Regions from separate parts of the Mus musculus genome. Here regions 1, 2 and 3 are each linked to region 4. Evidence: chromatin contacts called from public Hi-C and HiChIP or PLAC-seq data. All regions are on one chromosome and are shown on one strand. Each heading gives the region's core, a stretch centred on a gene start, on an enhancer-like site or on the middle of the called end of the contact. The rest is flanking DNA. Distances are from core to core; before and after follow the strand shown.

What was found. HiChIP or PLAC-seq counts read pairs in DNA pulled down with a chosen protein or histone mark. Hi-C and Micro-C count contacts between places; a contact is called where the count stands out from the background.
Region 1: a CTCF HiChIP or PLAC-seq map of the NIH/3T3 cell line shows a contact between it and region 4, with 9 read pairs. The contact joins two enhancer-like sites.
Region 2: a CTCF HiChIP or PLAC-seq map of the NIH/3T3 cell line shows a contact between it and region 4, with 12 read pairs. The contact joins two enhancer-like sites. A contact is called at or near these places in 1 of 15 datasets of contacts at CTCF or cohesin (the NIH/3T3 cell line) and 1 of 115 datasets of contacts at active chromatin or transcription factors (the NIH/3T3 cell line).
Region 3: a contact with region 4 is called in a Hi-C map of tail fibroblasts, with 2.7 times the contacts expected there. The contact joins two enhancer-like sites. A contact is called at or near these places in 2 of 484 Hi-C or Micro-C datasets (adipose-derived mesenchymal stem cells and tail fibroblasts) and 2 of 115 datasets of contacts at active chromatin or transcription factors (the NIH/3T3 cell line and fibro-adipogenic progenitors).

What each region holds. Positions count from the first base shown.
Region 1 is chr3:147,849,815-147,855,841 of GRCm38.p6, reverse strand. No RefSeq gene overlaps it. Among named protein-coding and RNA genes, the nearest start is that of Gm40173, 71 kb to the left of the region's middle. Within about 2 kb of position 2,306, at least 37 of the 459 cell types and tissues checked have an H3K27ac peak or open chromatin away from gene starts, as enhancers often do. A contact at or near this core is called in the NIH/3T3 cell line, where this site is marked.
Region 2 is chr3:147,820,872-147,826,761 of GRCm38.p6, reverse strand. No RefSeq gene overlaps it. Among named protein-coding and RNA genes, the nearest start is that of Gm40173, 100 kb to the left of the region's middle. Within about 2 kb of position 2,036, at least 18 of the 459 cell types and tissues checked have an H3K27ac peak or open chromatin away from gene starts, as enhancers often do. A contact at or near this core is called in the NIH/3T3 cell line, where this site is marked.
Region 3 is chr3:146,992,893-146,999,208 of GRCm38.p6, reverse strand. No RefSeq gene overlaps it. Among named protein-coding and RNA genes, the nearest start is that of Gm29771, 100 kb to the left of the region's middle. Within about 2 kb of position 4,643, at least 20 of the 459 cell types and tissues checked have an H3K27ac peak or open chromatin away from gene starts, as enhancers often do. A contact at or near this core is called in tail fibroblasts, where this site is marked.
Region 4 is chr3:147,441,559-147,447,794 of GRCm38.p6, reverse strand. No RefSeq gene overlaps it. Among named protein-coding and RNA genes, the nearest start is that of Gm37041, 16 kb to the right of the region's middle. Within about 2 kb of position 1,599, at least 49 of the 459 cell types and tissues checked have an H3K27ac peak or open chromatin away from gene starts, as enhancers often do. A contact at or near this core is called in the NIH/3T3 cell line and tail fibroblasts, where this site is marked.

The DNA of each region.
Region 1 (6,027 bases), core at 1,057-3,556, 410 kb before region 4:
AGTTTGCAAGACCTATGGGCCTCTCTTCCCAATGATGGCCGACTAGACCATCTTCTGCTTCATATGCAGCTAGATACACGAGCTCTGGGGGTACTGGTTAGTTCATATTGTTGTTCCTCCTATAGGGTTGCAGACCCCTTCAGCTCCTTGGGTGCTTTCTCTAGCTTCTCCATTGGGGGCCCTGTGTTCCATCTTATAGATGACTGTGAGCATCCATTTCTGTATTTGCCAAGCACTGGCATAGCCTCATACGAGACAGCTATATCAGGATCCTTTCAGCAAAATCTTGCTGGCGTCTTCTAGCCTTCTTTGAAGGACAGTAGTTAGCTGGATATTTGGGGCAGAAATTTGATTTTTTAGCACTCTGCTTGCATACCATTCCAACTTTAAAAGTCTGTTATTGTTTACTTAATTTCTGACCAAAACTTCCTATTGAAAAATATTAGTATGACCACTGTAAATAAATGAAAAAAGCTGAAAAGGAGAGTAACCTCAGAGGTATCCAGCAGACTCAACTAACCCAGACCCCAGGGAGCTCCCAGAGACTGAGCCACCAACCAGGAGCATGCATGGGCCGCTCCAAGGTCCCTGGCACAAATATAGCAGAGGTCTGCCTGGTCTTGTCTCAGTGGGAGAAGATGACCTTAATCCTTGAGAGACTTGAGGCCCCAGGGAAGGGGGGTACCTGGTGGGGCAGGCACCCTCTCAGAGCCAGTGGGGAGGAGGAATAGGATGAAGAACTGTGGCAGAGGTCACTGAGGTAGGGAGAAACGACTGGAATTAAATAAAGAAAATAACTTTTAAAAAAAGACATGAAAAAGAAAGAGAAATAACACTATAAGCTCATTTCTACCCCAACTCAAGTTCCTTCCCACCTACTCACAAAGATCAGTGTGCTGTCACAGTCAGGAGAGCAGAGGTGTTTGCTTCCAACTCTGCGGGGGAACACCTCAGCAGAAGTTGCATTTCAGCCATCTTTCTAACAGTCTTCTCTATAGGACTCATTGGTGTTAATATGTGACTGATTAAAGAAAAGCCATCAGGGTGAATTTGAAAAATCTAATAAAATCCCTACTGTTAACAAAGAGTTTCCCACTTATTTTTATGAGGAGAGATGTCCTACAAAATACTTTGCATGCATTCTTTCATTCATGTTGTCTTTATAAGAGATATTGTAATGCCTTTATAAAAATAGTAATGTGGATTGTCATAGGCTGCATGCTATAACAACACATTAGTTCTTTAATCTAGCTAAAATATAAAATAACAAAGGGCTAGCTTTTAATTATTTACCTAACATGAGTCATGTGTGAAGATTCTGAATAAAATCATTGAGAAAAACTAGAAAGAGCTAAACATGTGTCAAGAATAATTTACTAGAATATGGATTTTAAAGTGGAATTAACATGGTCCATGAAAACTTATGATCATAAAGAATTAAATATTTTTGTCTAAATAGGAGAAAATTTAGAAATATCACAATGTAAAAGGCTCAAACATACATACTCCATATATTATTCTTTCAAACTAATAGTTAAAACTCAAAAGAGCCCAGCATTATTTTTATATAGCTATCTACCAGGTACTTCATCATATAAGACATGAAAGCCAACCGTTATTGAAAGGTTTTTTTGAAATACATATTTCAAGTTTTGATAATAGTTACTATAAGAAGGGATCTTCAAATTTTAGTTTAATTGTACTCATCATTATTTTGTGTATTGTATAACTGATAGATGATTCTAATTCTTAATCTTATTATTTATTAATGGGTTATCATTATACACTTGTAGGGAATTTCTTCACATCTGCAATATAGCATCGATAACAAGCTTTCCTAAGCACACCTGCAAAACAGCAGAGCATCAAAGCTGAAACAGTTTGTGATTCGCTGAGTTAGACTTTGGGAGCACTCACTGTCTACAGTTCAGGTGGCCTGTGAACAAAAGGTGTTTAAAGGACCTTGAACTTGCACATGACATCCAAAGGGAAAGGTAGAATAACAGGGCTAAAATGTAGCATTTATGACAGTGTGTTCATCACCCTGACCGTCCCTGATTTCTTTTTCTTTCCTTCTTCATATGTATAAGGGTTTACACAAACACCAAGCACCAACCTGCCTATAATGGTAATCCAGCAAATGCACAGAATCAAACATTGACTCTTCAACTTGGGCAAGATTACACCAGTGACTGCACAGTGCAGATAAATGCTCAAAGCTGTGGACTGCACAAGCAGGGCAGATCTAGAGCTTGCTGAACTGCGGTTGATTCTTGTTGGAAGGAGGCCAACACTCCCAAGGACGTTGGCTTGCAATCCAACCAGTGATGTCACATGAACTTGGTCTTTAGTGGCGGCTAGAATTCCACAGTCTTGCATGTGTGTTGCAGTATCTTTGTGTAGCACAGAGGAAATCAGACTGCTGGCTTTCTGTCCTTTGTTTCTTTTAGGGTTTCGACACCCATGTGTCACTTGACATTCTCCATGTCCAACAAGCCACTATTACTGTCTTACTCTGGTATTTTATAGTCAGTATGAGCAAGGCTACCATATTGCCTACTAAGTAGCATTAACCATTGGCAATGGAATTAAAAAGAAGAAAATGGAGACAAAGGTATCTTCCCATTTGAAACTTGTTCTGTTAGGAAAACGAGAGGGGGGAAAACAACCAACTTTAATTGTAACCTCAGAAACAATTTAAAAGACAAGTATAATTTAGCAATGGGAAGCCAGAGAATGTGAGGCGGAGTTGCTTTATGAATCAGACACAGCTCCATATGGAACCAATTTCAGAGATCTAGAAAAAAAAAGGGCAAGTAACAATGTAGGAGGCAGAGGGAGCAACTACTGAGTGATGTTATGCAAGGAATCTCAGGAATGGCCTTCTTACAGAAGCAAAGGAAGTGAGATCTATGTAAAACTTCAAGGACTATGTTCTGATAGAGAAACAATTGAACTGTTGACTTCCTCATAGGTATTTTATTGATTAGTGCACCTATGAGCACCATGAGATGGCCAAACACAGAGGAAATAAGTCTACGGTTGATATGATTCTTCTTATGACATTAAGCATGTGGAGAAAATTGTGAAAGAGGAAAAGGAAATGTTGATGAGTTCCTTCCTTCCTTCCTTCCTTCCTTCCTTCCTTCCTTCCTTCCTTCCTTCCTTTCTTCCTTCCTTCTTCTTCTTCTCTCTCTTCTTTCTCTTTCTCCCTTTCTTCTTTCTTTTTCTTCTACTTTTCTCTATTTCTTTCTATCACCATCACCATCATTATCATCATTGTTGTGTGTGCTGGGTATTAAATCTATATTCTTGCAAATGTTAATGGCAGGCATGCTCTACCAGTGAACTACACACTGAGGTCTAAATTACTTCATCTCAAAAAGACTTCTTTCCAGCACATGGTCAGTTGCCTTTAATATCCATTGAATATATGAGCTTCAATTCCTCAGTGTTCATCTCTTTGTAACCTCTCCTTTATCTTTCTGGGTCATGTTCTTGAGTGCTAAGATTATAGGTCTGTTTGTGCCATTAGGATTGATTTCTGTTTATCATTTTATTTTCTTATTCACAATACTACTGGGTATCAAATGTCTTCAAAGGAAATCCTTCTTTTAATTCATTGATTCTTTTGAGTCTCTAGAGTTAACAGGACATTGAGATTGGGCTGTTTAAATGTGTTCAATTAAGCTATAGATCCAAGAAAAAAATATCTTTTTAGGAATGAGCATCTTCAGCTTTCAGAAAGACTTAAGTTATGAAAAATGCCTCCTTCAGAACGAAGTCTTTTGGCTTCTCCTTCAAGCTATTTCTAGTATTCACTGCCTCTGATCTCTTTTCTTCTGTGTTCCATTCATGAATCCACAGCCAGTTTGACTTTCATAAGTGGGTATTGAGTTTCTTCATGTCACTTTGTCTGCTTAAAGCCTTTTGTAACTCACTATTTTATAGAGAAGGAAATTAAAACATCCCCTTCTCACTGCCTTGCCTTTACTAGCATGTGTCCCAGCCTGTATGATCTCTTACCTCAGTCTCCTGAAAACCAGTCCACTATTTTTTGCACCAAGGACTGCTACTAGAGTCTACTTTCTATGCTCTTGGTACCATTTTCTATCCTATTAGGCAAGGCTGTCTGGAGACACCTCCCTCCTCCGTGGGCTCTGAAGATCAAACTGAGGGCTATACTAGTGCAACAAGTATTTTACCAAACAAGCCATCTCCTGATCCTGATTGTAAGGATGCATCCTTAATACATGTTAATACAGTCTCTGGCTCACAGCTCCCTTTTATAGCAATTCTGTATCCCCAGCTGTGTGGTCACCATGCCCTCTGTTCCATCATTAGGCTTATTTACTATTCACATCAGGTCAAATGGAAATTCGTGTTGGAAAAATTCTTAACTCCCAAGCTAGGTTAGAAACATTGGCCGTAGGCTCTCATAAAACCTTGATCTTGTGAATAAACTTGTGGGTGAGATTATTGTCCTAGTTTCTTTGTCTCTAATTCCAAACCTCTTTAAGAATAAGAACACTGTCTTTCACGCAGATTCATCTGCTATGTGACACTGTATGTTACACATAGTGACAGTTCATCACCCATTTGTGAAATGACATTACTTGGGTAGATTTGGGTTTATTGTTTTGTATTTTTCATTCCCACAGACATTTGTATTGATGACATAGAACATTTTTAATTGGGGGAAAACTCCCATTATCCATTGACTTCACACAACACGTTTCCATTTTTCTATTCTCTTAGACGTTCAAATGAAACTTCATTTCTGGGTCTTGTCTCTCAGCAATGAGTCCTTGCCTAAATGGCACAGCTAAGGAAACTCTTAGCTGGACATTATTTGCCTCCCCAAGTCCTACTCTTTCTATTTTCATTATGGTCTTTAAGACAGGAAACACAATGTATATATTGCTGTACTTGAACCTTGCTTCTCAGGAAAGATAATCCAAACTCCTCAGGCTTCAGCCTTTCACAAAACACTCAGAGAGAACTAAAATCTACCGAAGTCCAATTTCCTTCCAGCTTTAAGAAATATCCCATACAAGCATTCTCTCTCTCTCTCTCTCTCTTAGATATTTTCTTTATTTACATTTAAAATGTTATCCCCTTTCCTCACTCATTTCCCCTCCAAAAATCACCTATCCCCCCCCCCCCCCGCTCACCAACCCACCCACCCTGCTTCCTGGTCCTGGCATTCCCCTACACTGGAGCATAGAACCTTCACAGGACCAAGGGCCTCTCCTCCTATTAATGTCCGACAAGGCCATCCTCTGCTACATATGAGGCTGGAGCCATGGGTCTCTCTATGTGTTCTCTTTGGCTGGTGGTTTAGTCCCTGGGAGCTCTGGGGTTACAGGTTAGTTCATATTGTTGTTCCTCCTATGGGGCTGCAAAGCGCTTCAGTTCCTTAGGTACTTTATCTAGCTCCTCCATTGGGAACCCTGTGCTCAGTCCAATGGTCGGCTGCAAGCACCCACCTCTGTATTTGTCAGGCACTGGTAGAGCCTCTCAGGAGACAGCTATAACAGGCTTCTGTCAGCAATGACTTGTTGGCATCCACAATAGTATCTGGGTTTGGTGATTATATATGGGATAGATCCCCAGGTGAGGAGATCTCTGGATGGTCATTCCTTCGGTCTCTGTTCCACACTTTGTCTCTGTAACTCCTTCTATGGGTATTTTTCCCACTTCTAAGAAGGACTGAAGTATCCACACTTAGATCTTCTTGAGTTTCATGTGTTTTGAGAACTGTATCTTGGGTATTCCCAACTTCTGGGCTAATATCCACTTATCAGTGAGTGGATACCATGTGTGTTCTTTTGTGATTGGGCTACCTCACTCAGGATGTTATTTTCTAGTTCCATCCATTTGCTTATAAATTTTATGACTTCATTGTTTTTAATAGCTGCATAGCGCTCCATTGTATAAACGTACTACATTTTCTGTATCCATCCCTCTTTTGAGCAACATCCAAGTTCTTTCCAGCTTCTGGCTATTATAAATAAGGCTGCTATG
Region 2 (5,890 bases), core at 787-3,286, 380 kb before region 4:
AGAGTCATTTCTGTGCATTTAAGTGAATTGCCAGGGGAATAGAGCTTTCTCTTATGCAATTACTTATACCAAGTAAAGACTAGGCATAAACCAAGAAGGATGCTGGCCAGCCAAAAGTCCTAAAAACGAATACATGAACACTAAGAAACCTACTTAAATGAGGTGGGAAAATTCATGAGCTGTAGCACCGTTCAAGCTCATGAGCAAGCCTCTTCTGTCAGCACACCTCCAGAAGCTAGGCGAATAGTACATGCAGTTGACCCTTCCTTCTATGGCTTATAAAGACCATAGCTTGGGCTGTGGACATGGCTCAGTGGAAGAACATGTGAAAGGCACTACACACAATCTCTAGTACTGCAAAATAAACAAATGAGAGTATATTAGAAAGTCACAAATAAACAAACTGAATGAAAATAAAGACCCTCAGAAAACCTAGTCCCTGGTTTCACCTGTCCTCTTCAGCAGCCCAGCTCTGAAGGCTTCCTTAGGCGTGGACTATATTTATACCAATGTAATGTGTTACAGTTTGAAATACAAATAGATTTTCCTGTTCTTGATGACCATTGTCACACTTTTTAAAGCAATGATGTTTTCTCTTTCTATTTGTGAATATTATTTCCCCAAATAGCCATCCATTGATGACATATAGAGTTGTGTAGAGATTAAAAGACAGGCTTTGGAAGTCAAGATCAGTGTCCTAAGTTAGGTTTCTACTTGTTGGCCCCATAATAAGCTAAGTTTGTGAACTTTTCTGATTCCTTACGTTTTGACTAGTAACATATAACAGTACAAGCAACCTTACCAAATTGTTAATATAATGATACATATTGAATATTTAACCGTCTGGTATGGAGGAGTTATAATTGAATTAAGAATACAATTTTAAGGATCAGCAAAGGGGTATTAAAAATCTTAGAAATCAATATTAAGAAAGAAGGCTATATTATTCAATAAACAAGTAAAATAATAAAACTGGAGAAAGACAGCCCGTATCTTCAGATCTAAAGGAATCAGATAGTGAGTCCTACAACCACTAAGAGATAAAAAAAAAAAAAAAAAAAAAAAAAATCACAGTAACCAGTTTGTTTCATTTTCAATGTTAAAAGAGGAGTATAACCTAGGAACATGCTTTTGAGTGTTGAAAATGAGGAGGAATGTGGGTCAGGAAGTCTTTGGGAAGATACCAGCTATGCAAAGTGGCTGGAACAGTGCTTCAAGAGGAAGCCTGAGTGTTCTTGACCTAGAGCAGCAATCATGGGACCACAAAGACAAAAGTACACATTGCTGGAGGTGGTAGAAAGCTGCTTTTTTTTCTCACATCTACAGAGCAGCCAGTAACTTTAGAGGCTATTTTGAAGTAAGACCTAAGAATTAAACCTACTATGATGAATGAGACTGAATTGGGCAAACGGCTAGGATTTAATGTTCACTGCATCAGTTCTTGGAATCACCCTAGGCTAAAAATGCCTGGCTTTAAGAAAGACTTCAGCTTTCTTTTAAAAAATAAAATAAAATAAATAAAAAAGAAAACAGAAGAAAAAGACGGCTTTGGAGAGATATGTAAGGAGAAAATGTGATTGAAATAAATATCTGTCAACAAAATTCAACCCTGGCAATGTGTGAAGGTTTTAAGGATCACTGAAAGGGGTTATACCACTACACACTCACCAACCCTTTCTCCTTCTTGCGTTTTGGTTTAAATTAAATGGAAGCAACAGAATGGGAAATCAATATTTTGTTGTTCCAAACAGTGCATTCACCTTGGGGGCATGGTATTCATGTAATTCTGTTGGGAGGTTCTTTTGAAAGGGAGTTGAGAATGACCGGAAAAATGTTGAGAGCGATCAAAAAGCCACCTCCCAGCACAATCTTGTCTTTCCAAGTGAAAGTCAAAAATTTTAAAAAACAGGGACCTTTATTGAAGCTGACACTATATGGCTTTAATTTATGTCTGAAGCCTCAGAGAATTCCTGCCTTAAAGCCCTAAATGCATACAAGCCCTATAAAACTGAAACATTGTAGTAGAAAGGCATACTTTAGTCTGAAGGTCAAATTCCAGGTGTCACCCAAGGTCAGTGACTCACTCCCCTCCACCATCCTGGTATGTGGTAAATTTCTAAAGTTCCCACAGGCATTCTTAGGAAACAAAGATATGCAGAAGATAGGTTAAGGTTTTTAGTTTCTAAAGCAGAGTTGAGCCCAGAAATATCATTTTCCAATAGCCTAAGGAATTCTTTTAAATCATCCCACCAGGAAACATCCTTCAGTCATTTGTTCTTCTTTTTATTTATTCAACAAGTCACTGATTATTTCTTTGGCCTAAATATGTTTCTTGTTCTCATTAGAATACAGCTGAAATCCTGAATGGACACACCTTGCTTTGAGCCCTGTTTTAACTTCAGACATTCTCCCCAGCAATATAATATCTGCAAAAGATTATCATCTTAGAAGAAGCTTGTCCTTCATTATATCTGCTTCAGAATAGGTGTGCGAGGAAACAAAGCCTTTGATACTTAGTCTCCACTCCACTAGCCATGGTGGCCTGTGTTTTCTATCCCTAGTTCTTTGTGGCTGTCTCAGGAAAGTAAGCAAAAATTGAAAGCTATTCTGAGTGATACCGAGTACTAATCTCAAAAGGAAACTAAGCAAAATATGAATAAGCAAATAGAAAGAAAAAGGAATATCGATCAATGATAGAGGAAAGCATCATCAAACATTGTTTGCTCAATAGCACTGAGACTTATGGTGGCCCCTGGGCTGCGTAAGTCTCTTAGTTGGAAGAATGAAAGAAAGCACTAAGGAACTCAATTCCTTCTTAAGAAGATCAGGGACACTGGAAAGAGATGTAACAGTAGGGAATGAGAGACTGATGGGAAATGCCAGGCGTAGCATTGTTCTCATAGATAGCTCTTGCCAGGGCCTCAAGAAGACAAAACTTGTGAAAAGAAGAAAACCAGCAAAACATTTCCTGTATCTCATTCAGACCCCGTACCTTCCCTGAGTTTAGTGGCAACACTGGAAATCTAGTGCTAAACCCTGGGCCTCAGCACTCCAGACTTGATTTAGCTGCCAGCTCTCCATGTTACTTGAATACCGAGTACTCAATAGATAATGATATTAGAAGCAAAACTGCAGTTTTCTTAGTAGGTCTGCACTTGGCATACTGCACTTGGCATACTTGGTTGGTGCCAGTCTACATAAAAGTCAAGAGAATTTTCATGTGGTCCTGATGCTGGCTTCAAGTTCCTGCTCCAGTTAATTTTCATTGGGCTTCGATGTGACTTTAATTTTTGAACTTTTGCTGGGGAGTGATCCCAAATCCTACCTTTTAACCTCAAAACATACACCAGAACAATATTGAAAATGGAATGTAGAGGAAGGCATAGATCTATTATAATGAGTTTGTCATAAAGAGTGTCCTACACAGAACTGGAGTCTGTGTTTTTGAGATCCCTGCATTATCATTGCTTTCTTATCAGTGTTCCCTCTTTTGGGCTGGCAGCAGGAAGGGAAGATAATAGCAGTTAAGACACAAGAAAACCTCTATTTTCCCACAGGACTGAATATGGAATGGAAAGTGCGATCAGATAAAAACGGAAAGTGTGTAGAGTGGTGAAATAGTTTTGTCAAAATTATACAATTGACTAGTTATTGATATTTGAACTACAGTTCAAATATGTTAATTCTTGTATGACAATTCTCTGCCAGTTATTCACAAATGTCAGCCTATTGGTTAGAGACATGTCAATCTCAGTAGAGCATAACTTTAGGTATGTCTAAAAGGATACTTGCAGAGAGAACTATCTAAGAGGGAAAGACATACCCAGAATGTGGGAAGCACCATCCCCTAGGCTGTAGGGTACAATGAAGAGAAAGGCTTAAAGGATAAGAACCTTAGCACAGACAGGCATTCTCTCTCATTTTTGCTCTCAGCATCTTCTTTCTCTCCATACTTTCTCTCCTCTCTCTCCCCCTTTCTCCACTTTCTCCTCTCTCTCTCTCTTCCCTCCTCTCTCTCTCCCCATTTTTCCCCTTTTCCCTCTCTTCCCCTCTCTCCTTTCTCTATCTTTCCTTCCTATGTATTCTCATGTGAATTACTCAACTCTGTCTTGTTCTCTCCACCATGATGAACTGAAATCATTAAAGCCATGGACCAAAGTAAATATTTCTTTCCCTTAAGTTGTTTATCAGCTGAGTGGTGGTGGTGCTCGCCTTCAATCCCAGCACTTGGGAGGCAGAGGCAGGTGGATTTCTAGTTTGAGCCCAGCCTGGTCTACAAACTGAGTTTCAGGACACTCAGGGCTATACAGAGAAACCCTGTCTCAAAACAACAACAACAATAAAAACAAAAACAAAAACCAAACAAACAAAAAAATTAAGTTGTTTATCAGGCAGGTAGTCATTGTGATGTAAGATTTGATTAATGGCAGATAGTCATTTGGTACCAGAGAAGTTTAATTATTATGGTTATTGTACCCAAACAAGTAGTTGTTAAATCCTGTTTCAGATTTATATAAAGAGTGTGAGGAAAACACTGAAGAAATACTATTGTCATTTGAATGTGAATTGTCTTCCATAGGTTAGTGGGTTTCAATACTTAGTCAGTAGCTGCCAGTGCCTTTTGGCGAACTTGTGAAGATGTGGGGCAGGGAGCATGGCTGACACAAAAAGGAATGCCTGGAGGATGAGAATTTGAAGATGAAGTCTGCATCTTGCCTCATTTTCTACTTCTTCATCTTGTAGGAGATCAACAAGTTATGCCAATATCTCCACTGCCTCTTATGGTGCTGTCCTTCCACTTCACACCATGACTTCTCTAACATGATGAATTGTTCCCTCAAAACTGTGAGTCTAATTAAACCTATCCTCTTTTATATTGCATTTGTTATGTATTCTCTCACTTCTATGAGAAAAGTAACTACCACAGAAAGTTGGTTCCAAACACTGGGCTACTGCTTTCATAAATCTATGTGATTTTTGTGGCCTTGCAACTGATACAAGGGAGGAAGATGGAAGAATTTGGAGCTGTGAATAGAGAATGCCTTGAATTCTCTAAGTAAGTGAAGTTAATTATTCTGATGGGATTTCAGAAGACCAGAACACCAGTAGAAATGTAAATAGTGAAAACTATATTCATGTGGTTTCAGAGAAGCTGTCTTTAGCCATGTAGTGTGTATTTTATAGTTATGCAGAATGAAAGAGTTATGGGTTCATTGAGGCATGTACCAAGTTTCTGGGAAAAAGATTAGGAGGTTTGGCAGTGTATAAAAGGGGCAGTTTCCATGAATGAAACTTCTTAAGGAGTTGTGTTGTATGTGAAATTTTGAAGATTGTAGTAAGACTCTGGGATATTGGCGAATCTAGGGACATAAAGTAGTCACTGAGGAAAGCTAAGGTTCCAAGAAGAGTGAACCCAAGACACATCGGCATGTATAATGGGCAGCAGGACCACTGGAGCTCAGTTGATGCCAACACAGACTGTGAATGCTGGACATAGAACTACAGGTTTGATAGTTGCCTGGCCCTTTGCTAATGTGGGTCTGCCCAGGTAACTCTGCATATTTTTCATATATCAAAGTCCTAGCCAACTAAGCTACTGATTCTTCTGGCAGAAGACTATGACCTTCTGAGTAATGCTGGTTAGGCAGCCATGCAAAATACAAGAGTGGTAGAGTCTTCAAGACTTTGTTTTGATTTTAAAGAATATGTAGGAGGTCAAACAATATGTAGCTAGGGAAAACCAGTGAGCATACCTTGTCCAGACTGAGCAGCTGTCATGTCAAGATAGGGTAGAGACCCCCAAGAAACTGGAGATACCAGGAATGTGGAACACCTGTTAAAGAAAATTGTAAGCATTATGTATGTGGAGCTAACCCAAGAAATGGACCAG
Region 3 (6,316 bases), core at 3,394-5,893, 450 kb after region 4:
CAATTAATTTCTCACAGCGCTTGGAAGAGCAAGTGGGAAACATTTCTGTTTCTATTCATGATCGGGTTTTCAAAGTATCTTCTAAGATTTGAGAACAGATATTGCTCAATGGAAATTGATTTTCAATATTATAGGTAACATTTACTAAGCAGAAACTTGGGTGTGTTGAAGCACAACCAAGATCGAATGAAAGATATTCCGGAACTAGAGGATTTTATGATCCCTTATTTGGTATATGTATGTGGTTTCCTCTCACTTTCTCCATTCAGTGCCTCTGGACACACAGTGTACTTGTGTCGATTTCTTACATTCACACTCAGCCTTCATGTGTCTGAGGAAAGGTCTGCTTTGCCCTGCAGCTTCATAGCGGTCCGTTGGATTATCCGAATTCTGTTTGTTTTTGTGATTCTCTCCCTTTGTCTACCTCAAATCCCATAATCCACTGCTTATGCTTGGTAAGTTTAGTAAAGTATATCTTGCTAGGGATGTTCAATTATTATAATCTGTGCTCTTAAACTTTAATTTTTACAATAAAAAAATGGCTGCTGGTAGGATAAAGAGCCAGTTTCTTCAAGAGGGTGGCCTCTCATAGTTTCTACATGCCCCAGCGGGTGGCCAACTGTAGGTGCATGCATGCAACACTAACCAGTCTCAGAGTTTTGTGAAACAAAAAGAGGGTTTGAAATTGAGAGGGAGGCATGGTGGAGAAATGAAGGCTGGGTAATATCAAAATACATTGTACACATGTATAAATTTCTTATAGAAGGGTTTAGAATATTTAATTCTATATAGTTTCTTATGTAGTGAATGGGTGACGATTTTATGTTTATACATCAGATCTTAATAGAGAAAGAAGTTCTCAATCTCCTGAGGCAATAATTCTCGAGTAAAATCACACACACACACTCATATATGTAGACACATGAACACAAATGTAACAAACACATATACCTTGAATTTTTATACCAAAAGTTTCTGATGAAATGCAGTGGTAATAAATTTAAAAGTTAGAAATCAAGGGATGCTTATGCTTTTTATCTACTTTTTTAACTTATTCTCTGAAAACTAGATTTATTTCATTTTATTCTTTATATGTATAGGTGTTTGTCTGCATTGTTGTACCACATGTGTGCAATTTTCATTTGGGGCATAGGATCCCATGAAGCTACAGTGAGAGATGGGAACAGAGTCTGGGTTCTCTCCAAGTGCAACAGGTTCTCTTAACCACTGAGCTGTCTCTCCAGCCCCTTAACTCATTCTCTGACACCAGAAAGCTCACTTTTGTTTTTTGAGAGAACTTTAGAAATGATTTGCATCTAGTGTTTCCGAGCCTGATCATGCCAGTCTCAACCAGAGATTCAAATCAGGAAAGTGCTCTGATTTCCTCTTGTTTGCCTCATCTGCCAGGTGAAATATATATGGAGAACTTCTCGAGTTGTTTCAGTTTCTACAGCAATGGCCTGTTTCATTTTCTTCACAGTGTGGATCACTCTGGTTCAATGGGAAATATTCTTTGAAATGATCAAATTATTTGTATAATTGTGAATATCTAGAAAATAATATGTCAACAACCTGGCTCGATCACCAATTTTCTTTATTTCTTGGCCTTTTGCGATTAACTCTGTATCAAATGAAATCGAGTCTTAAAGATATCTTAGTCATATAGTCATATCATGTTTAATGAAGGTATAAATATTCTAAATCAGACAATTTGCTTTATCCATTCCACTTACTAATCTTTAGTCTTGCCTCAAAGAACCAACTGAAAAATACCATCTGCTAGCATTTCCTCAACATCTAGAGCCCATACCATGGCTTTGAAAGTCCCAGGTTAGTCTCTTCTTTCGCCCTTCATCCTCATATGAGCCATCTTTAGAGACTTCCTGTGCTAGCCTCACGGGCCTGCCTAGACTCCTTGACAGGCCATCTTGAACCACCCCAGTGCCTCTATGACTCTGGGATTTCTTCTCCTGGACTTTTGGGATTCACAGAAACAGGTGACTTCTGCTTTGTGCTACATTAATACTTGGGTGGACTGATTGCTGGTAGATTAGAGAATGTGAGAGAATCACTGAAGATATAAAATTTGTTATAGTCTGAGATAAATATATTAAAATGGAAAACAGCTTAGGGTCCTAGTTACCATTTTTATGTTTAGAATGGTAAATATAAGAGGATGTAGAGCCCCAGGCTGTTAGAGAGCCCAGAGTAAATGTCTCTTTGGTACACTGGCCTTTTTATCTCTGATTCTGTGTGTGTATGTGTGTACATGTTCCTCTATGTGAGCGCAGACTCACAGATGCCACCATGTGCACGTAGAGGTGAAAGAACAGCCTTGACCTCTGTCTCGGCTTTGTTGAACACGGTCTCCGTCGTTTGCTACATTTTCCAGGCAAGCTGTCTTAGGCCTCTAGGGATTCCCCACTCTTCACCTCCCACCTACTCCTAGAACTACTGCCCTTACACATTTCTGCCCCCTGGCTTTTTAAATTATATGTCTGGGGATTCAAACCAAGTTTATCACACTAGTGCAGCAAGGACTTTGCCCACTGAGCCACCTCACCAATCTGGATGGACATTCTTAATGCATACCTTTCAACACAAACTCTGGGAAGTAGACTACAGTTTGCACAGAAACTTCTACTAACACCTTTAAAAATACATCTTAATTGATATAATTTAGTTACATGTATTTCAACTACACTCTGCCCTCTCTACATTTAAAATTACACAACGTTTTTCTAAATGCAGATTACACATATTTTTAATCAGGAGTTTTTTCCTCCTCCTCCTCCTCCTCCTCCTCCTTCTTCTTTTCCCTCCCTCATGACCTCCTCCCATGTCAAACTAATGAATTTACAAATCCATAGAAAGTGTGGTGAGTCATTCCTTACTGACGTTTTTTTTTAAGATCTGACCTTACCCAGTTTGAACTGAAATGCATTGCAAGCAACTCCTTCCTGCTGTTGTCTAGAAATAATATGGGTTTAATATTTCGTCCCTACAACCTAAAGACGTTGCATTTTATTAGAACATGAAACCCTTAAGTGAAAATGCTTTCCCTAATATTAATGTACAAAATCCAGCAAAATTGCTAATTAGAGTTAATTATAATTAATTGTTCAAAAGTTCAGAATCCATGCCAAGTCTCGGCATTGCCATTTTATTCCAGTGTCCGGTTTTTTTTTGTTTGTTTGTTTGTTTGTTTTGTTTTGTTATTACATATTTTTTCATTTACATTTCAAATGCTATCCCCTTTCCTAGTTTCCTCTGACAGTTCCCAGTACCTTCCCCCCATCCTGTTCCCCAACCTACCCACTCCAGCTTCCAGGCCCTGGCATTCCCCTGTACTGGAGCATATAATCTTTGCAAGACCAAGGACCTCTCCTCCCACTGATGACCGACTAGGCCATCCTCTGCTATATATGCAGCTAGAGACACAAGCTCTGGGGGAACTGGTTAGTTCATATTCCTCCAATAGGGTTGCAGACCCCTTCAGCTCCTTGGGTACTTTCTCTAGCTCCTCCATTGGGGGCCCTGTGTTCCATCCAGTAGATGGCTGTGAGCATCCACTTCTTTATTTGCCAGGCACTGGCATAGCCTCACAAGAGAGAGCTAGCTATATCAGGGTCCTGTAACCTAAATCTTGTTAGTATATGCAATAATGTCTGGGTTTGGTGGTTGTTTATGGGATGGATCCCCAGGTGGGGCAGTCTCTGAGTCCTTCCGTCTCAGCTCCGAACTTTGTCTCTGTGTGTCTGTTGTTTATATTCAAAATCAGCCTTACATTAGCAATGCTCATTATGGTCTGAATAGGAAACATGCCACAGGTTCGTGTTTGCACACTTGGGCCCGAGCCAGCAGTTCTATTTGGAAAGGTAATAGAAACTTGCTAGAAGAAGGATGTCATCTGCAGAGGCGGGGTCAAGATTTCAATGCCTGGCCTCCCATTTGCTATTGTCCCTGTGCTTCCGGCGTCCTGCACTGTGTGATTGGACAGCTTCCTGTTCCAGGTTCCCGTTCCCCCACGCAGCCTGGTCTTTCCTGCCTGTTGCCGTGTCTTCCAAGGGATGTGATATGGAACTGTAAGCCCAAATAAACTCTTCATCCCATAAGTGGTTTCCATTAGGGTATTTTATCCCAATAACAGAAAAGAAATTAATACAGTATCGAAATCATCTTAAGATTTCCAGTTACATTGTTTTCCAAAAATGGGATATTATATACAGTCATTTGTTTTAAAACAAGATAAAAAATTAAAAGCCATCATTCTCACGTTTAAAACTCTTCCTTTTTTACTGCCCCACCCCCACCCCCTAAACTTTGTTATACCAGATGGAGAAAATGTGTCCCGTTGAAAGCCATTTCTGACAAGCAAAACAATGTCAATTTTTAGAAACTCGTAAATGCAAACCAGAAGTGAAAACCTAGTGGAGAGACGTAGTGTGCACAGAAAATATCTAAAGACAAAATTCGATGGCTATAGGATGCCTTATCAACAGCCTTAATGTACCCCTAATTAATCACAGCGCCTCCTCCATCAAGTTCAGAGCAGGTAAAGAAATGGGTTCTTAACAGGCGTGTCCGTGGGGCTTCAAGCGCTTTCTGAGGGATGCGCCATAGGCAGGCCTTTCTGTAACGTAAGCGTATGCTGCTCTCTGTTGGCGAAGGAGGAGCACTGTTCGACTTGACTGCCGGTGGAGTTTGTTTTTTCCAACTTTTTCAAAAGCGGGTTTTTTTGTTAAGAGAAACAGTCTGTTTGGATACCGCATTCTCGGTGCCGTTTGCACACATTAAAAATGCTAATTGCTAACCTTAGAACAGCTAGTAGTGCCTGAAATAATTCTGGGTTTCTAAATTGATGTGACTCGAAGCCAATGGGAGTATACACGCCAATGTGTTCATTTATAGACTCCAGGAAACTCCATTTTGTAATAAACCGAGTACCAAATAAAGGGAGGCGCGGGAAAGGCCCTAACCGCGTGGTCTTGGAGAAACGATCGCCGAAAGGTGGAGCCTTAGCAAGGCTCCTAAGTGCTTCGTCCACTTTATTTCATAGGGGGGAAAAAACTGATCCATTACAGAGCAAGAAATTGTTACTGGATAAGCATAAGTAGAAGCCCAAAACCTTTTGTGATAATCAGTTTTCATTTCAGGAGCAGTGCTGAGCTGGAAACAGCTGGGACCAGCTTGCCAGAATTAGCTGTGTACAGTGTCCACCAACTCTATGTTCAATACCATAATTCTGTCAGACAAAATCTGTCATGGTAGGAGTCTAATAAACACGATATAAATCAGCAAACACTTAAATAAGGATTTTGTCAGAAAAAGAGAGAGAAAGGAGCGAGAGAGAGAGAAAACATGCATATCATGGGCAGAAATGGTTATTAAGCATTTAGTAACGCATCTATAGATATATAATAAGGTCTGAAAAGGAGACATTTTCTTCTTACCAAAGAAAACTTGTAATTAGCAAATTTTTGTTAAGCACAATGGCTATAAACTCCGAGGAAAAGCTTTCTTAGAAGACACCATTCCGGATGAAACACGGTATAACTGTTCGTGGTTGTACAACCACAAAGAGGCCCCTTTGCCCCTTGCTTTTAGACGAGCACAAATCAAACAGGTCTACATGCTTCATTGTCAGGAAAGAAATTGTGCGCAAGTAACATGTTCTCTCCCTAAGTCAAAATCTATCCCCACTAGGTTGTGTTTTTACATTCCTCTCCCTCCCTCCCTCCCTCCCTCCCTCCCTCCCTTCCTCATGTGTGTGCATGCTTATATGTATGAGTTGCATGTTGTGTGTGTGAGAGAGAGAGAGGGAGGGAGAGAGAGAGAGAGAGAGAGAGAGAGAGAGAGAGAGAGAGAGAGAGAGAGAGAGAGAGCACATTTGTGTATATGTGTGTGGAAGCCCAGCTCTGGCTTTGGAAATCATCTTCCACAGCTTTTCCATCTCCTTCACTGAAGCTAAATCTCTCAATCAAAATCAAGCCCTCAGCATGGCTCGTCTTACAGACCATCTTGCTCTGAGATCCTCTCTTGCCTTCTTCTAAGGCTAGACTTAGAGACAGTCCACCACCCCCACTTGGTCCCTATGGGTTTCTAGTCCTCATGTTGAGCCATCTCCTCTGTCTCGGTGTCTTACATCAGCTCTCTAAAATAATAGAGGCTGGGAAATTTGGGAAATGTTACGACACCCAAATATCACATCTTCAAGCACATAACCATGGCAAAATGCTTGGGTATGTTTTTGTGTTGCATGGGATACAGGTAGTAAATGTTTCATGATGACAATATGAAAGTAAAAGTTTGTTCT
Region 4 (6,236 bases), core at 350-2,849:
CACAGAGGTCCATGGCAGCATGCATGAATAAACAAAAGAAACTTTGGAGCAGAAATCAAGTTCAAAGCTGTCTAACTTCAACTGTCTGTTTCCCCTTCCCTCCTGTTCCTTCTGCAGCTGGGCTCCATTTCACATGCTAAGGCTGCCCATTCCACAGGGCTGATGAGAAGAGCAAGACACCCCATATTGTTAATAAGTGGAAAATGCAACAGCAACCTCTGCTGTCTTTTAAGGAGAAAAATACTTTTAAATAACAGAGGACAGGTGACTCCTATTTAATTATCTAGGACTCCCTCCCTTACGCTAAAGTTTCCCCAAGAGGCAGCGGCTGTATGAACCCCCCTTAAGCTGATGTCCCACGTGTGTGTGTCATGATCACAGTTGCTTCCCTACTGATCTCATAGGCTGACATTGACAGTGAAAGTATAGTCCCAGTAGATAATGAAAAGAACAAGAGTGAGGGGTTGAGAAGCCAATAATTCTAAGTGCCATCAGCCTACCATTTAGAGAAACAACAAAAGAGGCAGGGTAAAGTTCAATTTCCCTCTCATTAGCCCCAATTAACAGACTGAAGGCTGTTTGTGTGCAACAGAAGACACCTTATTGTTTATTGTTAGCTTTCAGCAATTGAGAGATGAAGAATCCCAGTATTATAGTTAACAGGATAGCAAACAATTTATCCAGAAACAAATATCTACAGTTTCTGTCTGTTTTATGGAGCAAATAATGAGTTTAGAGAAGTTTTGTCAGTTTAAGAAGAAGAAGAAGTTCAGCAAAACACATAGCATTTGGAGTTACCTTAATCAATAAAATCTAACAAACATATGAAAATTAAGACAGCAGTATTAATTGCAAAAATAATATCACTAATTCTACATGCTCTTGACTACTGCACTGCTAATAACTCTGAGTGTAATCTAATGCTGTTCAAACAAGGGTACTCTAAAAAACTGTGGTCCACAATTTATACACCTGAGAAGGATCAAAGTCCAGTGTTGAGAGAGGGCCTTGCTCTCCTTGCCCATCCCTCAAGCCAGTCACAGAAATAACCTATGCACTGTGAGGGCTCCTGGTTTCCATCCCCAGGACACGTCAAAAATTTCAAGTAAGAGCATAAGAGATGGCTCAATGGTTAAGAGCACTGGTTGCTCTCAACAGAGACTGGAGTTTGGTTCCAAGCACCACCAACTTTGGACAGTTTCAACTGCCTGTAACTCTAGCTCCAGGAGATCTGAGAACACCCTCTTCTAGACTCTGTATCACAGTCCACATCCAGAAAGCCGACACACACAAGCAAAAATACATTTAAAACTCTTTTACTAATAAAAGAGTGGGGAGGAGTTGAGAGAGAGAGGCATCATGCTTAGACTGAAGACAACTGTTTAGCGTGGGTATCCTTAATGTATGGAATCACTCGTCAGGGAGGGGGCTGGCAATGGTGTTTCGCCTTGGCTTGCCTCGCTTCTCATTAGATAGCCAGCAGTAGCTTTCACCTGATTTTTAGTCATCTTTTTTTCTCTTTAACCAGATTTCCAGTCAACTCACATGGGCTGGCCTTGACTATCACTTTCTCCGCTGAATTCTTTCTTTCCTAACCGACATTTTGTGGTTAAACAGATGAATTCCAGATGTGAGAAGAATCACTCACATTCATAAGGAATGCGATCCTGACTCATTAAGGGAAAGATGCCATTGCTTTCTGGCTCCGAATGCGAGATTGCATTTCCTAGACATGAGAGGGAATAGTGAAACTTAACCAGAGCCATAAGGGATACTTCCTGGGTCACCAAGAAGGTCATCACATGAGCATACCGTTTGATCTCCTGCTGGGGTCCATATGCCTCATTTTCATGCAGTCCTGTGGGCATCTTCCACGTCACACCTTCCCTGCTGCTTAGGTAGACCACCGTTGGCACCTGAACGACTTATCTCACTGATCTCATCCTACGGATGAGCAATAGAATCCTAGTTTAAAGTATTGAACTAAGATAAAGACCCAAGAGGAGGGAGGAAAGGTGTGTGCATGCCTAGCACCCACCAGGAAGTGATTACGGTCCTCCAGCAAGCAGCCAGGCCTGAAGAAGGGAGGAGAGGAACAACAGGTCTCAGATGCTGCAGCACCAGCTGCCCTGGTAAGGCTGGGAGCAGCCTGGGCCTCCTCTCCTAAACAAGTTGTTCAGAGTTCAGTCTCTGTGCTCTCCAGCTTCCTGGAACTCGTACAGGCTAGTCTTGCTCAGAGTTCTACAGCCAGGTGTTAATTTCTCACTTGTGGGCAAACTGAAGATGCCCTGGAGAGTGCCCAGGTTGGGAAACAGACTTCTTTCTTCTTATACAGTTGTCTTTTCATGCAATTCAATATTGAAAATATAAGAAGATATTGAGGAAAGAAATACTAATTAAAGCAGAACAGCATCATTTCCAAGAGTGTGCTTTTAACTGGCAGCAACTTTGCTTTGTTACCCCCGCTTTGAGGAATTAGACAAACAACCCCAGAGAACCAGTGAATACACAACAAAACATCCACTGACAGGGCCTGACTCACAGTGAACATGTGCCTATGGAGAAGGTCATACACCAGAGCCAGACCACAGCATGACCGAACGTGTGCTTTCCTAAGGCCAACCTGATAATTCTGTTTAATTAAGAGTAAATACTTTAAACATGGTTTGGGCTCACTGTATTTCTCTGTATTCTGAATCCCATTGTCTCATTTATATACACTATTAGGGTTTTGTTTTGTTTTGTTTTAATGGGACAAGGCTATCAGATAGACCTCTGCCGAGACTATGGGCATGGGGCACAAAAGCACTCACAGGGAAATGAATTGTGGGAATTTATCCCCACACAGCCAAAGTGGGGGAAAGAGCAATGTCCAGTGTCTCAGAGGATGGTTCCAGTGAAGGACACTAAGGATTTGGTGGAATGGTCAAACAGAATGACCCACTCTTGATGCTTTAAGTGAATATGAACATGCCCGTTAACCAGACAATGAATGACTTAGATATTCCACTCTTTCCCGTAGGCCATGTCCCAGATTGGTTTGTTTTTTGTTGGGGGTGGGTGTTTTTGTTTGTTTGTTTGTTTTGATTTGTTTGTTTGTTTTTCCTATTTTAGGATCTACTGGATTGCTAGGAAATAGATCCCCGAGGCTTGGGATGGCATTGTGGGAAACCTGCGTCTTCTGCTTTGTTCTTTTATGGCCCCTGCTGCACCCTAAGAGCAGGTGCTTTGCATTAGGCTGCCCAAGGCCAGCGGGGCCTGGCTTTATTACACTTGGGTAAATAACAGTCACTGTTGTCATCATAGTTTTCCACACTTTCGGAAAATGTCACTAGCCACACATCAGCAGGGTTCTTTGTCTAATTCCTACAGCTAAGGTGGCAAGAAGGTTATTAGAAGTAATAGCAAATTTAAACTTTTATTAGCAGTAAACTGCAAAAGCTAATGGTGATGCCAACACTAGATAAAATCATTGTCACAGTTAATTCTGAACTCCTTATTTCAAGCTTAATAATAGGAAACTCAATGGAAAGGATATTACACGCCCCATATCACTCATGAGTGCCGCAGGCCTGAGTAACTTGTTATTTTGCTCATGAGTGAAATAAAATGCAGATTATACTGCCTGCTATCAGGGGCATTGTTTTAATTGAGGATGTATGCATGGAGATGAGGGGGATCGAGGAACGGCTCGTTTTTTGTAAATGTTTTAAGAACATTCTCATTTATATCTGTGACTCTGTGATTCACCTTCGTGCTACTTGTGAGTGTGTGTGTGTGTGTGTGTGTGTGTGTGTGTGTGCGCGCGCGCGCGTGAGAGAGAGAGAGAGAGAGAGAGAGAGAGAGCTTTTAAAATTATTCTTGCCTAAGATGCAGAGAAACAAATATAAGCCAGGGAGAAAAAAATGGTAGTTGTGGGTAGTTTTCTCATCTATTTCTGCAAAATGTCTTCCTCAGTCAGCACTCTAGCCCCTGTATCTCCAGCCACTCTGTCAACAAAGGCAAACAATGGAGTATTTGTGCTGCCCTGCCTGTCTTAGTCCAATTGTGTTTGTCCCACATTTAAACACACACTCATGCACACAAAATCACAATCACAGACACATAGACATACTAGCACCCACAGTCACACACACACTCACACACACACACGCTCACACACACGCTCACACACACACACACACACACCAACACACACACAAACACACACACACTCACACACACATGCATGAACACATGGAGAACCATTCTTATTCACATTGATTGAAGCTGAAATTTTAATATATCTACAACCAAACTCACTGTTTTGTCTTTAACTTTCAATATTCTATTTGAAAAATTTCGTGATGATACTCTATCTGGACAAAGCAATGAATGGTTCAAAGTCGAAGCAATTAGTAATTCATGCCAATTTGACTTCCACTGAGAGTGGAGAGCTACAATACTAAAGGCTGCAGCCTGCCTAACAAAGGTTTTACATAAATTAAGGAATCAGGAAGGGGTAAATGAAAGCAGTTAGATCTCTGCTCCATTCTTCTAGTTTGAAAAACAGAAAAAGAAATCTGAGTTTAAACCTCTCATTTTTGTGATCTGAGTTCTTCCTAGCAGACAGAAGTAGCTGCCTGGTTGCAGTGCTGCTTGATTGGCTCAGTCAATGCTGCCCACCCAGTGCAGTGTGTCTCACTTTCCATTGTCTCCTCACTGCCACTCCTGTGTGGGGCTTCAGTGTGCAGGGAACATCATTACATGGTATTTCCTATTATCCATAGCTGTAAGTTGATTGAGAAATGTGTATGTTCTCAATAAGATGCTGCCATTAGGAATAAGTCCCATTCAGTTCAAGAAAAACGAAACACTGTGTAGCTAAATTACAAACAGTCCTAAATTCCACATATATTATTATATAATTACATATTATTATTATTACCAGGAAGAGGAAGTTCAGAGCTCTGATTATGTAAGTGCATACAAGTGTGCAAGATTGCTGCAGACATTGATGCACGCTCTACCTAACTCCACTTATTTCTTCTTCAGACACTCTATTCTTATTTTTTTGAGAACAAACATTGTATTGTACCACTTGAGATCCTTTTTGTTGTTGCTGCTGTTTATTAAAAGGCAAGCTGTCAGCCAGCTGAACATGGTTTTAGTCTTTCATCCACTTGGTTGTTGAGTTTGGTTTTTCTTTTGTGCCTTAACCCCCTAATTTAGAAAATCACCAGTGCTTTCCAAGAGATATTTTAATGAATCACCATACCTAATTTTACACGGATGCCAAGATGTCTGGCTGCTTCTATGTGGAGTTTTTTGGGATCTATAGACATTTTTTTTAATGGTTGTGAAATTTGTCTTGTTCTGTAGATTATGCATCTCCTAAAATACCTTTCCATTTACTTGATTTTTAAAAATTTGTTCTGGGAACACTGATATGTAGTAATGATCATGCCAACACAGCTAACTGGCATTTTGAACTTAGATCATACTAATTTATGAAATTTTGTTCATGACTAAATACTATATCTTTGAGCTTTTGTAAACTTAATTCTACTCTATCATTTTACTAAATTTAACTGTGCTGTTTGTTCAAAGATGAGTCTATAGGAGCTTGCTCACAATGTCGCAAGAATCACCTGGTGGTTATACCTCTCTCTCTCTCTCTCTCTCTCTCTCTCTCTCTCCTCTCCTCTCTCTTCTCCCTTTATCCCCAATACTCTGTGTGTGTGTGTGTGTGTGTCTGTGTGTGTGTGTGTGTCTGTGTGTCTGTGTGTGTCTGTGTTGTCTACAAAATCATAGCTCTGCCACAGAGGACGATCAATGAATAAATCAATCCTAAATCTGTGTCCTTGGAATTTGTTACAGTTTGGAGATGTATTGATTTGTTACAGTTTGGAGATGTATTGATTTGTTACAGTTTGGAGATGTATTGCAAATGGCTCCAGACGATTGGTTAAGGATGATCTCTCTGGAGAAAACAAAGCAGACAAGAGAGTGATTAGGGAAGCCCTCCTTGAAAGAACAAGCACTGGGCATAAGAGCAATGAAGAAGTACACCATGGTGCTGAGGACAGAGGCATCTTCCAGATGGGGAGACCCAATGGCTAAAGGTCCCAAGGGATGATTCCCACAGGGTTTGAAGAACATCAGGAGATTGATGAAGAACAAGCAGGGGAGGCTTGGGTTACAGTCAGGGAGGAGAGGATGAGATGGTCATGGGAAGGGGACTGGGGATTCATTGA